Regions from separate parts of the Mus musculus genome. Here region 1 is linked to region 2. The links are chromatin contacts, called in public HiChIP or PLAC-seq maps. All regions are on one chromosome and are shown on one strand. The core of a region is the stretch at or near the end of the contact, and the rest is flanking DNA. Distances in the headings are between cores, read along the strand shown.

What was found. HiChIP or PLAC-seq counts read pairs in DNA pulled down with a chosen protein or histone mark.
Region 1: a contact with region 2 is called in an H3K27ac HiChIP or PLAC-seq map of regulatory T cells, with 5 times the contacts expected there. The contact joins two enhancer-like sites. A contact is called at or near these places in 1 of 15 datasets of contacts at CTCF or cohesin (the NIH/3T3 cell line), 2 of 484 Hi-C or Micro-C datasets (bone marrow-derived macrophages and regulatory T cells) and 2 of 115 datasets of contacts at active chromatin or transcription factors (CD8 T cells and regulatory T cells).

What each region holds. Positions count from the first base shown.
Region 1 is chr13:37,288,188-37,295,216 of GRCm38.p6, forward strand. No RefSeq gene overlaps it. Among named protein-coding and RNA genes, the nearest start is that of Gm40913, 42 kb to the right of the region's middle. Within about 2 kb of position 2,729, at least 68 of the 459 cell types and tissues checked have an H3K27ac peak or open chromatin away from gene starts, as enhancers often do. A contact at or near this core is called in regulatory T cells, where this site is marked.
Region 2 is chr13:36,805,524-36,811,796 of GRCm38.p6, forward strand. No RefSeq gene overlaps it. Among named protein-coding and RNA genes, the nearest start is that of Gm30489, 15 kb to the right of the region's middle. Within about 2 kb of position 2,933, at least 29 of the 459 cell types and tissues checked have an H3K27ac peak or open chromatin away from gene starts, as enhancers often do. A contact at or near this core is called in regulatory T cells, where this site is marked.

The DNA.
Region 1 (7,029 bases), core at 1,479-3,978, 480 kb after region 2:
GAGGACAAAGTTGAGTGTGAAGTCTCCATGCCTTAGCTTAGAGGCTTCTCTGTCCTTTTCTTCTTCCAAGTAGGTAGCAAGGGGTAGGTCAGAAGTAAGTTTACCCAAGGCCAAAGGACCTGCTGTCCTTACGTCAAGCATAAAGTTGATTGCTCTAGAATAAAGGACCAGGATGTGAATTTTTCCACCAGGTTAGGGATACAAGGCAGGAGCTTCCACAAGATCCAGCCCTGTGAGCAAAGACTTCTGAGCCAACAGGTAGCCACAGAAAAAGAAGCTTCAGTTGAGGCATTTCCTCCAGATGTGTCAAGTTGACACAAAACTAGCCAGTACAGAGGGTGATCTGGGCACACCATAGACACTACCTGACACAAGCAACAAAGATTGAAATTAATGAGACAGTCTTCCCATTTGTAAAATGAGGCTACTTAACTACCCACCACTTCAGTGTTCTTATCTGTGAAACCTGTAATGTAGTATTAGCCATGTGCCATATAGCATTTGAGTTGATGATGGGCCCCCATAGACAGGATCCCATAAATCATAATGACAATGATGATTTGTTCCTTTAGCCTGGTGACATTACATGTTTCCTTACCTGGCTTCAGCACTGTTGGTATCAGCATACCTACCACTCTGGTGGCCAATCATAGAAAGAAAATGACTCCTAGTGACACATTGCTATCCCCACAGATCACTTCATCGATCAGCCCTAATCTGGAAGCTTCTTCTTGCAGCAGGTGGGAATTAACACAGAGACCAACCGGACAATGTGCAGAGAGAGACCTTGGAGAACTCATCTCTATATGGGATGCCTTTATCAAAGTCTTCACTCAAGGCTCAGGAGACTATTCAGATGAGGAGACAGAAGGAGTGTAAAAGCCAGAGGTGTCTGATGACTCACTCTAAGGGAAAGAGCATCCTCCAGACACAATAGGGCTGATAAACATGAACTCACAGAGACTGTGGCAGCATGCGTGCACAAGACTTGCAAAGGTCCAAACCAGACCACACACCACCACTGAGAAGAAGTGAAGACAAAACCCCTCCCCTAACCAAAAAGCTGTTTGTAATTGATACCTGCTGGGAGAGGAAAAGTCAGTTATCTTCAAAGAACCACACTCCAGGGCAGATCCCATGCCCAGAAGAAGGTGACCAACACAAAACAGACTCTGTGGGCTTTTAAGGTGATGTGTGTTTAGTTCCAGAATCTTTTGTTTGTTTGTTTGTTTGATTGATTGATTGATTGATTGATTGATTGGTTGGTTGTTTTTTGTTTGTTTGTTTTTCTGTTTTGAGAGAGAGAGGCAGAGGCAGAGGAGAGAGAAAGAGAGAGAGAGAGAGAGAGAGAGAGAGAGAGAGAGAGAACATATAGAGAGGTGGGGAGATCCAGGAGAAATTGGGGAAGGGAGATAATATGATCAAAAATGTTGTATGTAAAAATTGTTTAATAAAAGCAGCATAGTGACACATGAAATAACAGAAAGCATGTAGTATTTGATCATGATAACAACCAATTAATTATGTGGCTGGCTTGCTGTTTATGCATTTATCTGTATTTATTGGGTTGTTTATGCAATTGATAATAGCGTGTTTTTCTTGGTCATGTGGAGAATACCCCTACTTATTTAAAGAGTGTTGATTGTGAAAGTGCACCCTGGGACGCTGGCAACAGCTCCCCCAGTCTTGTCTTTGCTGTGTCTCTGTCGCTTTAAGTGGCCATATTCCCTGACTGACCTCCAGCATCTAGGCTTGTGTAAGAGATCCACAGGGTTTTCACACAGGAAGTCACCTGAATTTGATGGTACATCTCTCAGGACCTGTTTTAATTGTTAGTCAAAAAGTGACTGCAATGCTTGTATCCACATCAGACAACTCAGAGAGGGCATTTTTTTAAAGACCAGAAATATCAGCTCCTTAATACATATACAAATAAGACAGCAAGTACCTTTGGCTGGGCCTGTGGCTCTGGCTGAACAAACTGGTTCACCAGATGAAGATTTCTGTAAGGCAAGAGGGACTTGGGTAATCTGTGAGGACTTTAAAAGCACCTTCAATAGCGCTAAAGCATTTTGTTGGATAAATTTCATAAGGATCCACATGGCAGCTCCTACCCATTATAACTTCAGTCCTATGGGGATTTGAGACTCTCTTCTGGCCTCCCTGGGCACCAAGACCTCAAGTGCTGTGCAGAGTTACATGCAGGCAAAACACCCATACCCCTAAAATAAAATGGGGGGGGGGATTTTAGAGGAATCTCAAGAACTCAATTTTGTAATTTCCCTAAACTTCAGCATCTGACACATGCCTTTTAAAGCATCATCAAACTCCATCAAAACCAGTGATTTTTACATTCTTAAATATTGGTGGATGTCTTGTAAGATGCAATCATAACAGAATCTGTTAAGCATTGTTGTTGTTGGGTTTTTTTTTCAACCTTGAGTCTGTAGTGGGCTCTGCCCTATTCATCTCTCAGACACAATTACTGGCGAGCTTTTAATGCAGCCCACAGCTGCTTACAGGCACCAACCTGCTATTCTACTAGCTGCCTGCTGAGCTGAACTAGGAGCCAGAAGGGAGTCATTTTGATGGCATTTGAGTAGCACAAAATGTGAGTTTTCTCTTGAGAGGGCTTTTGAGAATTAGAGGGAGTTAGTCATAGTTTCCAGTGTGAGTATTTTAACAGTTGTGAAATTATGAAGGGCTGACTCAACAATTCCAGTGTTGCAATATGTCACTTCACTGTCTTGTTACTTAAAATTACATGCTTCAGGAGACGATGACTTTTAAAAGAACCCAACCAAGTCTGGAAAGAAAAGTGAGATATGCAGACAAAGCAAGGGGAAAATTATAAGATTGCCAAACACTTAGGAAGCTACTTAACAATCCCGAGCTCATCTAATATGTTTCTTTTTCTTAAATAGCATGTTTCTCTTCTCTGTGAATTATATAGTAGAAGCACACTTATTAAACAGTGATTCCTTTTCAGTATACAAAACCAATCCAAACTGGATTGAATATGTTACTAAATTTCTAAATCAGTCACCTCCTCAGTATCCTTTTGGGTAGGTTTAAAAAAAAAAGATGAATAGATTATCATCAGACAAAGATGATTAAGCCTATTCAAGAGGACTCTTAGGCTGTTGCTCAGCCTCTTCATTAGATAACTCCTCATTAACTACCCTAAATGAGCTACAAATAGCTATCAGGTCCTGTCCTTTATATTTGAAAATTAGACCCTTAGTAAGCAGATGACTCTTGAGGTATTTTCTAAGGATTTGAAGTTTTTCAAGCATGCCGCTATATTTCCCCATTCAAAATCATATACTCATAACACAGCTAGCCAGGGTTAAGAGGAAGCAAAAAAGAATCCAAAAGAGATGGTTCTAATGAGCTTGGTTTCTTTAACACGGTGTGATAATTAGGTAGTCCAGCCAGAGCAAAGGCCACACTGGGAAAACTTGAGATTATAAATAGCTCCACGAAATGTTAAATGCAAATCTAGAGGAGGCATTATCCTTTCAGGAAGCATTATCCTTTCAAGAACTGAACAAACTACAGAGTAGGACATGTCCTTGCATGAACAGTCAGGAGCTATAAAGAAGGGGGACTGGGGCTGAAGGGACAACTTAGCCTTCAGAGCACTCACTGCTCTTGAACAGTTCAAGAACAATGCACCCATGTCAGACTTCTGCTCACAACCACCTGGGCATCTAGCCCTAGAAGATCTAACTCTTTATGCTGGTGGCCACTGGCACTCAAATGCACATGTGCACACATAGACATATCATGATCTATGGAAACCTACTATTGTGTGAGCTTCAAAAACATGTACACAAACACATACACATATACATGTATAAAATAAGTGGAATTACCCTATACCTAGGGACAAAACATCTTCCAGATGCCATAAGTTATCAAAAAAAAAAAAAAAAAAAAAAACAAGAAAACAGCGTCCAGTGTAAATTGTGTCTCTTCATGTTGGTAATAAATCTCATAGACACCCCCTCACCAAAACCAAAATAACCTATGCCATCAGTCTTTGTTACCCTCCTAAACTTGATGGTAAGATCCTGTTGCTGAAAATACTTGAGCCATAGAACACGGAGAAATCAACTGATACTGCCCTGAATACTTCATCCCTACTGGCTAGCAGTCATGGAATCAGAGGCATTGTCCATATTACTGTGGGAGAAAAGTAACGGTTTACTCAGCTGTGACTCCTGTAAGCTACAGCAATGACCAGCCTGGCAGCCACTAAAACACAATAGTGTAATAGTGGCATGAATGTCTCTGGAGTAGCAAACCATTTTCTGATTGTATTTGAGGTCTACCCCACAAGATGGAACTCATGCCTACTGCAGTTAACTGAGCCAAAAACCTAGGGCTTAGTGTATCATAAGCTCTAGGGAAGAACCTATTACAAATATTCTAATAAATGGACATAGTATAAATTGTCCCCAAACATTTATCTTTATACCCATTGATTCGTGTGGCTCTCCACCATCATCAGAGAAGCTACTTTTGCAGGAGATGATGTTGAATACAGAGACTCACACCTGGTGGTCAAAGTGCAAAGAATAAGAGATTGTGGAGTTATCAGCCCTAAATAGGAAACCTATAGCACGTTCTGTTTCCCAGTTCTCAAGGATTATCATGGAAGAGGGGGGCAGAAAAAAACTGAGATCCAGAGGTAGCAGTAGATCACTACAGAGAAATAGTAGCCAAATTCCAGCATGGAAGGCAGAGGGACTTATTAGAGCTAACTCCTAATTGAGGAGCTATTGGCAACTGTGGCTGGTGTGGGTACGAGAATCGGTTTTCTTCATCTGTGGCACCTGTCATGTGACCTGTGTTCCACTGGATGACTCCTCACCTGGGCACACGCAGGCACCGATGAGAAGACTCAGTAGGGTTAGGAAAAAAAAGAGTAGATGAAATTGGGAATTTCTTCTGGGTACAACTTGCATGGGTCTTGTTCATATAGTCACAGTTGATATTAGTATATGTGTGCAGCAGTCCGGTTATATCTGAGAAGCATGGCTTCGCTACAGTCATCTATTAGCTCGTGTTCTTAAGATCTTCCTGCTCCCTTTTCCATGATGATAGCTCAGCCTTGACAGGAGGAGATAGATATGACATAGATGCTCCATTTAGGACTAAGCTTTCCACAGTTAATCCTCTGCACTTTGACCAACGTGATTCTCTATAGTAATCACCCTCTCCTGCAAGCAAGAAGCATCGATAATGAGAGCTGCGTGCTGTGCTGCTTTATGGGTATAAAGATAAGTACTTAGGAGGCAGCTTAGTACTCTGTCCATTTAGCAGAATAATAGAGTTGGTTCTTTCCTAGGGCTTATGGGCTATCAGGTCATGAGTTCTTGGCTCAGTTAAAAGTAACAGACATGAGTTCCATTTCATGGAATAGAACTTAAACTGAATTTTTAAAAAGTTGTTGCTTGCAGCCCCATAGGAGGAACAATATGAACCAACCAATGCCCTACAGAGCTCCCAGGGACTAAACCACCAACCAAAGCGTGCACATGGAGGAACCCATGGCTCCAGCTGCATATGTAGCAGATGATGGCCTTGTTGGACATCAATGGGAAGGGAGGTCCTTGGTCCTCAGAAGGCTCGATGCCTCAGTGTAGGGGACAGGAAAGCAGAAGTGGGTGAGTTGGTGAGCAGGGGAAGAGGGAATGGAATGGAGGTTTTTGGAGGGGAAACAAGGAAAGGGGATAACATTTGAACTGTAAATAGAGAAAATATCTTATAAAAAAAAAGTTGTTGGTAACTCTGATAATATTCGTGTCACTATTGCACAAATGGGCAGTTCCCAAATCACTTGGTATTGAAGCACACAGTGTTCACAGCTGGATAAGGCTATTGATTCTTTTCCTCCCTAGTAGTGGGCATAGTACCTCCTACTATGAATAATGCCAGCCGGGAAGGAAGAAGTTTCCAGATTGGTACCAACTGACTCTCTCCATGTTCTGTGACTCAAATATGTGGGCCTCACCATCAAGTTCTGGAGAGTAACTATGATCAATGGCAATAACCTATAGTATTTGGGGGATATGTCAGATCCCACTGACCAACAATTCAAGAAGAGGTAACCCACACCTGACATTGGGTTGGTTGTTTTGTTTTGTTTTGTTTTGTTTTGTTTTTTGATAGCCTAGGTCTTCTGGGAGAGGTATTATCCCCCCATTATATGGTAATTAATTTTAAACTATATAGAGAGTTTAGAAAGCTTGTACAAGTAGCAGGTTTCCATATGGCTTCTTCAGAGTTCTTTAATGCTAGATCGATGGAAGCCCAGAAACAAGCCAAATAATGTTCGAGAACATGTTAGATGACAGAGATGGCAGTTCAAATGAAAGAGAAAAGGGTAGAAATTTTTCCATAACTATATCTTTGGAAACCTTCACCAGATGAAAGAAAATGTCTACTTTGTGGCACAAATATCAACTGATTTAAAAATCCAGACAAGACAAATTAAAATTATAAAATCAATGTAATTCTTAAATGTAGCATTTAGTTATGTGGAAAGAACTTTTAAATAACACTCCAGAGACTTGAAGTGAAAGAAGACTGATAGCAACAAAGTTGAGGATTTTTGTATAATTCGAAGAACCAGAATGAAGTTGCTACATTAAGTAACAGAATAATCTAAGAGCTGTGCAACATCCAAAATGAATCAAGAGTTAATAGTAATGTTATATAAGGAATAATCCCCGTAAATTAATAAGAGAAAATATAGGAAACTTGACTTTTAAGTTTCCAATGAGTAGGAACACCAAATTCAGAGGAGGAGACACCAACATGTAGGTAAAAAAAAAAAAAAACAACTCGGTTACTTCCTTTGATATTCATAGACATAACTTTTAAACAACTTTGTTACCATTTGGTTGGCAAAACAATTGAACATTGGTAATACCAAGTATTGATGATAATGTTGGCTAATAAGAACTTCTTACAGTGCTCATAGTAGAAAATATTTGTAGTTTAAATGTCTTTGATCCT
Region 2 (6,273 bases), core at 1,683-4,182:
CCCAGCAGGACTGATGGTCATATAAACTCAGAGACTGTGGCAGCATGTGTAAATCCTGCATAAATTCAAGCCAAGTAGAATCCCAGTACCGAGAGGAGGAAGTAAACAGAGGGTCCCACCCCTAACCAGGAAACTATTTATAGCTGATACCTGTTGGCAAGAGAAATATCAGGTGTTTTCAATGTAGAGTAACTGGGTATAACAGCCACACCTCAAGGTAGTTGTCAAGCTCAGGAGTAGCTAGCCAACACAAAACAAAGTCCTTTTTTTTTTTTTAGGTTTTTGTGTTGTTTTGTCATTTCTTATTGTTGTTATTATTATTGTTGTTGTTATTTGTGTTTTTTTATTTGAGAAAGTGAAAACATAAAACAAAGTTGACTGGGTAGGGAAATGGGGAGAATTTGTGAAGGGCTAAGATAGAGAAAATAGGATAGAAATATACTGTATAAAATTTTACACAAAATAAATGGGTAAATAAAACTCCTTTAAATATAAAGTGGATATTTCAGAAAGGAGAAATGCAGTTACAATGCCAGAAAGAGAAGAGACTGAAAATTCTGAGTGTGAGCAGATACTGTGGTGCCCTGAAGACGGGGCATGCCTTCCGGTCTTGTTAATGTAGGTACTTCAATGTTTAAAGGTGCAGGAGTCAGAGTCTTGGGGCTGTATGAGGCAGACATCAGTAAGAACGAGATCTAATATGGTGGTACTAGGAAAACAACGGCTTCTTCTATACGCTATTCTGAGTAGAAAAGACAGAGCACATGCAGGAACTTTATAAGCTCAAGGCTGGCAAAATACCACCACTGAGGAACTATTGGCAGTTGACAGATACTTAGGAAGAGAGATTCAGTAGATGGCCCTACACAAATGCACATATATGGAACAATAAGGCGACTGTGGATTTTTAAAACAGTACCCATGAGGTTGGGAGAGAAAGTGGTGGAGGGATAGGGAAAGAGCTAAAAAAGAGGGAGCTGGAAGTGGATTCAATTAGAAGATAATATATGCATGTGTGGGAATCTGAAACAAGCATTTACTTTTGTTTTATTGTATTATATTTTAAGTTATTATTATTTCTAAGATGCCTGCTTGTTTTCTAGTGAGAAATAGAGACAGGGTGGATACAGAAGGCGGGGAAGGTGGGGAAGGACTGGGAGGAATGGGGAAGGGGAACTGTAATCAGAATATAATATATGAAAAAAAAATCAATTTTCCAAAATAACAACAGCAAAGAAACCTCAAAACTGCCAGGATGTAACAAAAAGATGAGAAATTGGATTATACAAAGGTAAAATCAATAGTGCAGAGAATAGGATAAGAAATTAAATATGTATCTGGGAAGCATTCTAGAAGAAAGGGATAAACAGAAAAATAATGTCTCCTATAATAATGGTGAAAAATATTTTTGTTACAATTTAAGAAAAATAAGCTTAATGTTGATGGTGAAATAAAAATAAGCCTACCTATAGCAAGCATACCATAGTAAAATTATTCATGTGTGCTAAAACCAAAGGAAAAAAACCTAAATCATCAGAAAAAAATTCCTATAAAAGAACAATAGCAGAGTTTCAAAAGATATTTCATCATTACAAAAGGAGCTGGAAGTCAATTACTAGTTGAAAGGGACAAAAGGAAATAAGGATTGGAGTAGAGGTTCACACATGGAAAGGCAAGCACTGAAATGTGTGGACAAAAATGGAGATATTTTCAAACTAAAACGAACTAAACAAATGAGTCTATGTGAGATAACTTGTGGCCAAGAAATGAATGAACAGAGGATGAAGGAGCTGAATGTGAGAGCAATGATGAGTAAGAGATTGGACAATAATGTAAGGCTAGACACAAGTCATCTCTACCACAGCCCCATACATGCAACACATGTAGTAGCTGACTGCTTAGGGGAATGCAAAGACAAAGGGATAGAAAGTATAGTCAACAGAAAAGCCAACTGACCAGAAGGACACCACTAGGCTTTAAAAGGACCAGTGGTCTTTGCTTTCTCTTCCTGTACAACATGCCAGTTAGAGGCCATATTCTAAGATGTTAATCCACTGTCCTCTCAAATTATTGATTTTCCAAATGAAACACAGTTTATGATTCAATTTCTGTTTGCTTTTCTTTCTTTGTTTGTTTCCTTTTTTTTCTTTCTTTTTGCCTGTGTGTCAGATGGTACAGACTAGGTTACACAAGGTCTTTGGTTTGTTCAAGAAGAGAGAATCTGTCTTAAGAAGTACACATTTAAAGTTAAACTATTAAAATAAAAACACAACACTCACTTGCATAAAGGTAGAGGAAGGAAAAAAAGGAGTTGAAAATCAATATTGATAAATGAAAAGGAAGAATAGAATAGAAAAGAGGCCAAAATATCATGGCTAAGTGGGCAGGAAAGGTGATCAGAGTAAGTTTAAATTAACAGTGACTTTAAAACATGGAACTTAAAAATATATTTAAACCAGAGGTTCTTAAGTCAGGTTAAGAAAACTCCACCAAATCCAACTATGAAGTGTTTACAGGATATTGATAGTGTAGCAGAAACCAGAACCTTGAACCAGACCAGTGACTCACTGCAATGAACATCTGTAAGTAAAACAGAGTGAACCAAGGACTACACTGTGGAACACACTGTGACACATTACAGCGACCGCAATGAGATTTTCCCCTCTGACTTGGGGCTGGGGATTTTTTGCAAGGGCAGAGTGTGGGTACAAAGAGATGAAGAGATAAGTGGGATTGGTGTGCATGATGTGAAATTCACAAAGAACCAGTAAAAGCTAAATAAAAAGTTTCAGAAACACTGAAAAGGTCATGCAGATTATCTATCTATATCAATATTCTGTCATAAATAAAATTACAGATCAGTTAAAGAAAGACACTACCATCATTTATACAGAGACCACAAATTCAAATGATTTCTGTCAGTAGAAGTCACAATAGAAGACCAAGCATCTCTAGAAAGGAGTGAAAACAGCTTTGATCAACTAAAATTCTCAATGTTATAGAGTTGCTGTCTTACTTATGCTTCATTGCTGTACTAAAATACCATTATCAATTATCATTATCAATTTCTTGAAGACAAAGCTTATTAAAGCTTAAAGTTGCAGAGGGTGAGAGATTCTCCTGGCAGGGAGTAAGGAAGCAGAGAGTAGTAGGCAAGGCACTGGAGCAGTAGCTAAGAACTTACATCCTGAGACACAACTGTGAAGCAGAGTGAGAGAGAGAGAGAGAGAGAGAGAGAGAGAGAGAGAGAGAGAGAGAGAGAGAGAGAGAGAGAGAGAGAGAGAATACGAATTGGGAATGGGTGTGGTCTTTTGAAACCTCAAATCCTGCCTCCAGTGACACATCTCCTCCAATAAAGCTATATTTCTGAATCCCTTCCAAACACTCTCACCAATTAGGGACCAAGTATTTAAACATATGAGATTATGGGGCTTGCTCTCATTCAAACTACCACAGCAGTATTTTGAGATATAACCACATTCTTAAATGAAGTTTAAAAGAAAAAGAAATTGAAAATTCACAAAATAGCATAAATCTCAAGGAGTTAGGAAATCAAGAACAGAATAAATTCAAAGAATGAAAGAATCAAACACAGAAATTAAAATAGAGAAACAAGTTATTTGCAAAATAACTTATTTAAAGGAAAAAAAGAACTTTAAATAATATAGAGCCTTATGATTAACAATGTCACCAAAAGTGACATTAGAAATAAAAAAGAATTTAAGTCTAGTAATTGTGCATTTTAAGATCTAAGGCAATCTATGTCTAACAGTTTGAAGGTTCAGTGAAATAGATTCTTAGAAAAATATAAGTCCTGCTAATCTGCTTGAAGAAGCAGCGATAACCAGTCCTATGCCTTTAAAAATCTGAAAAAAAATTAAACTATTTCCCCTTAAAAATACTGGTCCAAACTATTTCATTAATTATTCTCATAAAATACGAAGGAACCAATAATTCTTGCCTTATATAATGTGTTCCACTGACTAAAATAGAAGGCAAATTCTCCAGTTCCTTTTATGAGGCTGGTATAATCTTGTTATAAAGATCGGTCAAGGGCACTGTGCATGAGGGATGTATGCAAAGCTCTCACTTATCAGCACACAGGAAAAATCTTAAATAAAGTGACAGTACCTCCAAACCAAGGGATGGACAGTTATTTGACATTAGTAGTCTAATAGAAATATATGTTGATGCAGCTTAGTATGTAGATAGATTATTAAGAAGTTACGTGATCATCTCAAGATAGGACAAATATTTTTTAAAATCCAATCATCTGAGGTTGAGGATGTAGCCCAGTGATAGAGCATTTGCTTGGCATGTGCAATGCCCTGGGCTCAATGCCAAACAGTGCAATAAGTGGATAAAACAAATAAGCAAAAGAGAAAACAAACCCAGCAGTCATGCAAGATAACAAGATGGAAGAACATAGAAATCCAAGAACTCCCCTACAATGACACATTTTATTAATTTAGTGGGAAGGTAATGCTGGCTGAGACTGTCAATTATTGTACTGAGCAACAAGACAAGCTCTGCAGTTCTGCAAGGAAGGACTGGGAAGGAAGAAGTGAGCTGTATATGGTCTTGGCGTGCGGTTGGTTCTGGTTTACTTAATCACATGGCTTAGTGTTCACACAACGATAAAGTCACCCAAGGAACTGTTTTCTCAGAAAGTGTGCCATGACGTTAGTGATGCTGAACACTCCCTGCTTCATCCTCACCACCTAGGGCTCCAGTGTGCAGTCTATATAAAGGAAAGTCACTGGCGAATCTTTGACATAGTGAATAATCTGGAAACTGGCTGCAAATATCCTGGAATTCAAATGACAAACAAGTACTCCAGATTATCAAAGGAAATATGGATTGCTTATTGTTGCAGGATATTTGATCACACTGGGATCCCGGAGATTGTGTTGATTATTGGGAGAAAAAAAAAAAAACCCTGTTTCTAGTTGTGGTGTGGCTCCATCTTATCACACACCTTTAATTCATCTGGCTGGAATACAGGCAAACCCTTAGTACATACCTTTAATTCCCAAACAGTGAACGTAAAGTTAGCTTGTAGAAGAAAGCAGCCATGTTTGAAAGGGACGTCTAATTGAGTGACAGACAAAGTGATGAATCATAGACAGATTTGACAGAATAGAATATTCCCAACTCTCATGAGAACAGAAAGGAGGCTAAGAGAGCAGTGCAGAGAAGGAAAAAGAGAGGCAGGCACTTTTGCTGATAGATCTTTGCAGAGTCAGATTGAATAGAGAACGAGCTAGACATAGGTGACAACAAAACGTGCCATAGAATGAGAAGGAGCCACAAGATTAGAACAAATTGCCAGAGTTAGTTTGAGGAGAAGCAGAGCAATTCAGTCAGAGGCTGAGAAAAATGCTAGACAGAATCAATTATCTTAGAGAAGAGTTTGAGCCATTTGAGTTGAACTAGCCAGGCAGAGTTCAGAAAGAGCTAGAAAGGGTGAGTTTACTCAGCTCTAAGTCTCAGAGGCTGAAAATATTCTAGACCTAGATAAAATTGTACAGAGGCTAGAAGCTTCTAGGACTAGGCCTAGGCTAGCAGGCAGAGCCAGTAAGTCTTCAAAATGTCAATTATCAGGTGAAATAAAAGATACTTTACAGCTTATTTTACCAGGAAGTAGCTATAATTGGTTGTTTAGATGGGTAAAGATTCAATCAGATGCCTTTCTCTTACTATCCTCACAAACAAATTCCTGATGGCTTAAAGTCCTCTTATAGAAAATATAAGCATGCCAGAAAGAAAAGCAGCAAGTTTGTTATTTGTGGTAATTTCCCCTGATTTTTCTGAGATAAAGGCTCCCTATGTAGCCCTTTCTGATTTGTAACTCACTATGTAGGTCAAATCTGCCTTCAAGTTGTTCAGGTCTTCTCCCTGTCTCATGTGCTCTGGGGTTTACCGGTGCACACTGCCTTGTCCAGTCTTATTTGAACACTTTTACATTATTAATACTTTTTGCAGTGCAAAAAAGTATACTTAAGAAAAAAGTAGGTAATTCAGACATTTAGATGAATTATATTATTTGTGTGTGCAGGGGTGTAGGGTGTAGTTTCTGAATATATAAGGAATAAAAATATTTATTAGTAGTCATAAGTAGGCCTTGTTTTCACTTTCCTTTGGTTAAAATAACAAGGAGACACCAAAAACCACATGGCTTCCAGCTGAGGAATTCACAAACACACTGTAAAAATGAAACCCGCCCTTGTGATCATTTTGTTTCCTGTGTTTGTTATGATTGTGTAGGAATCC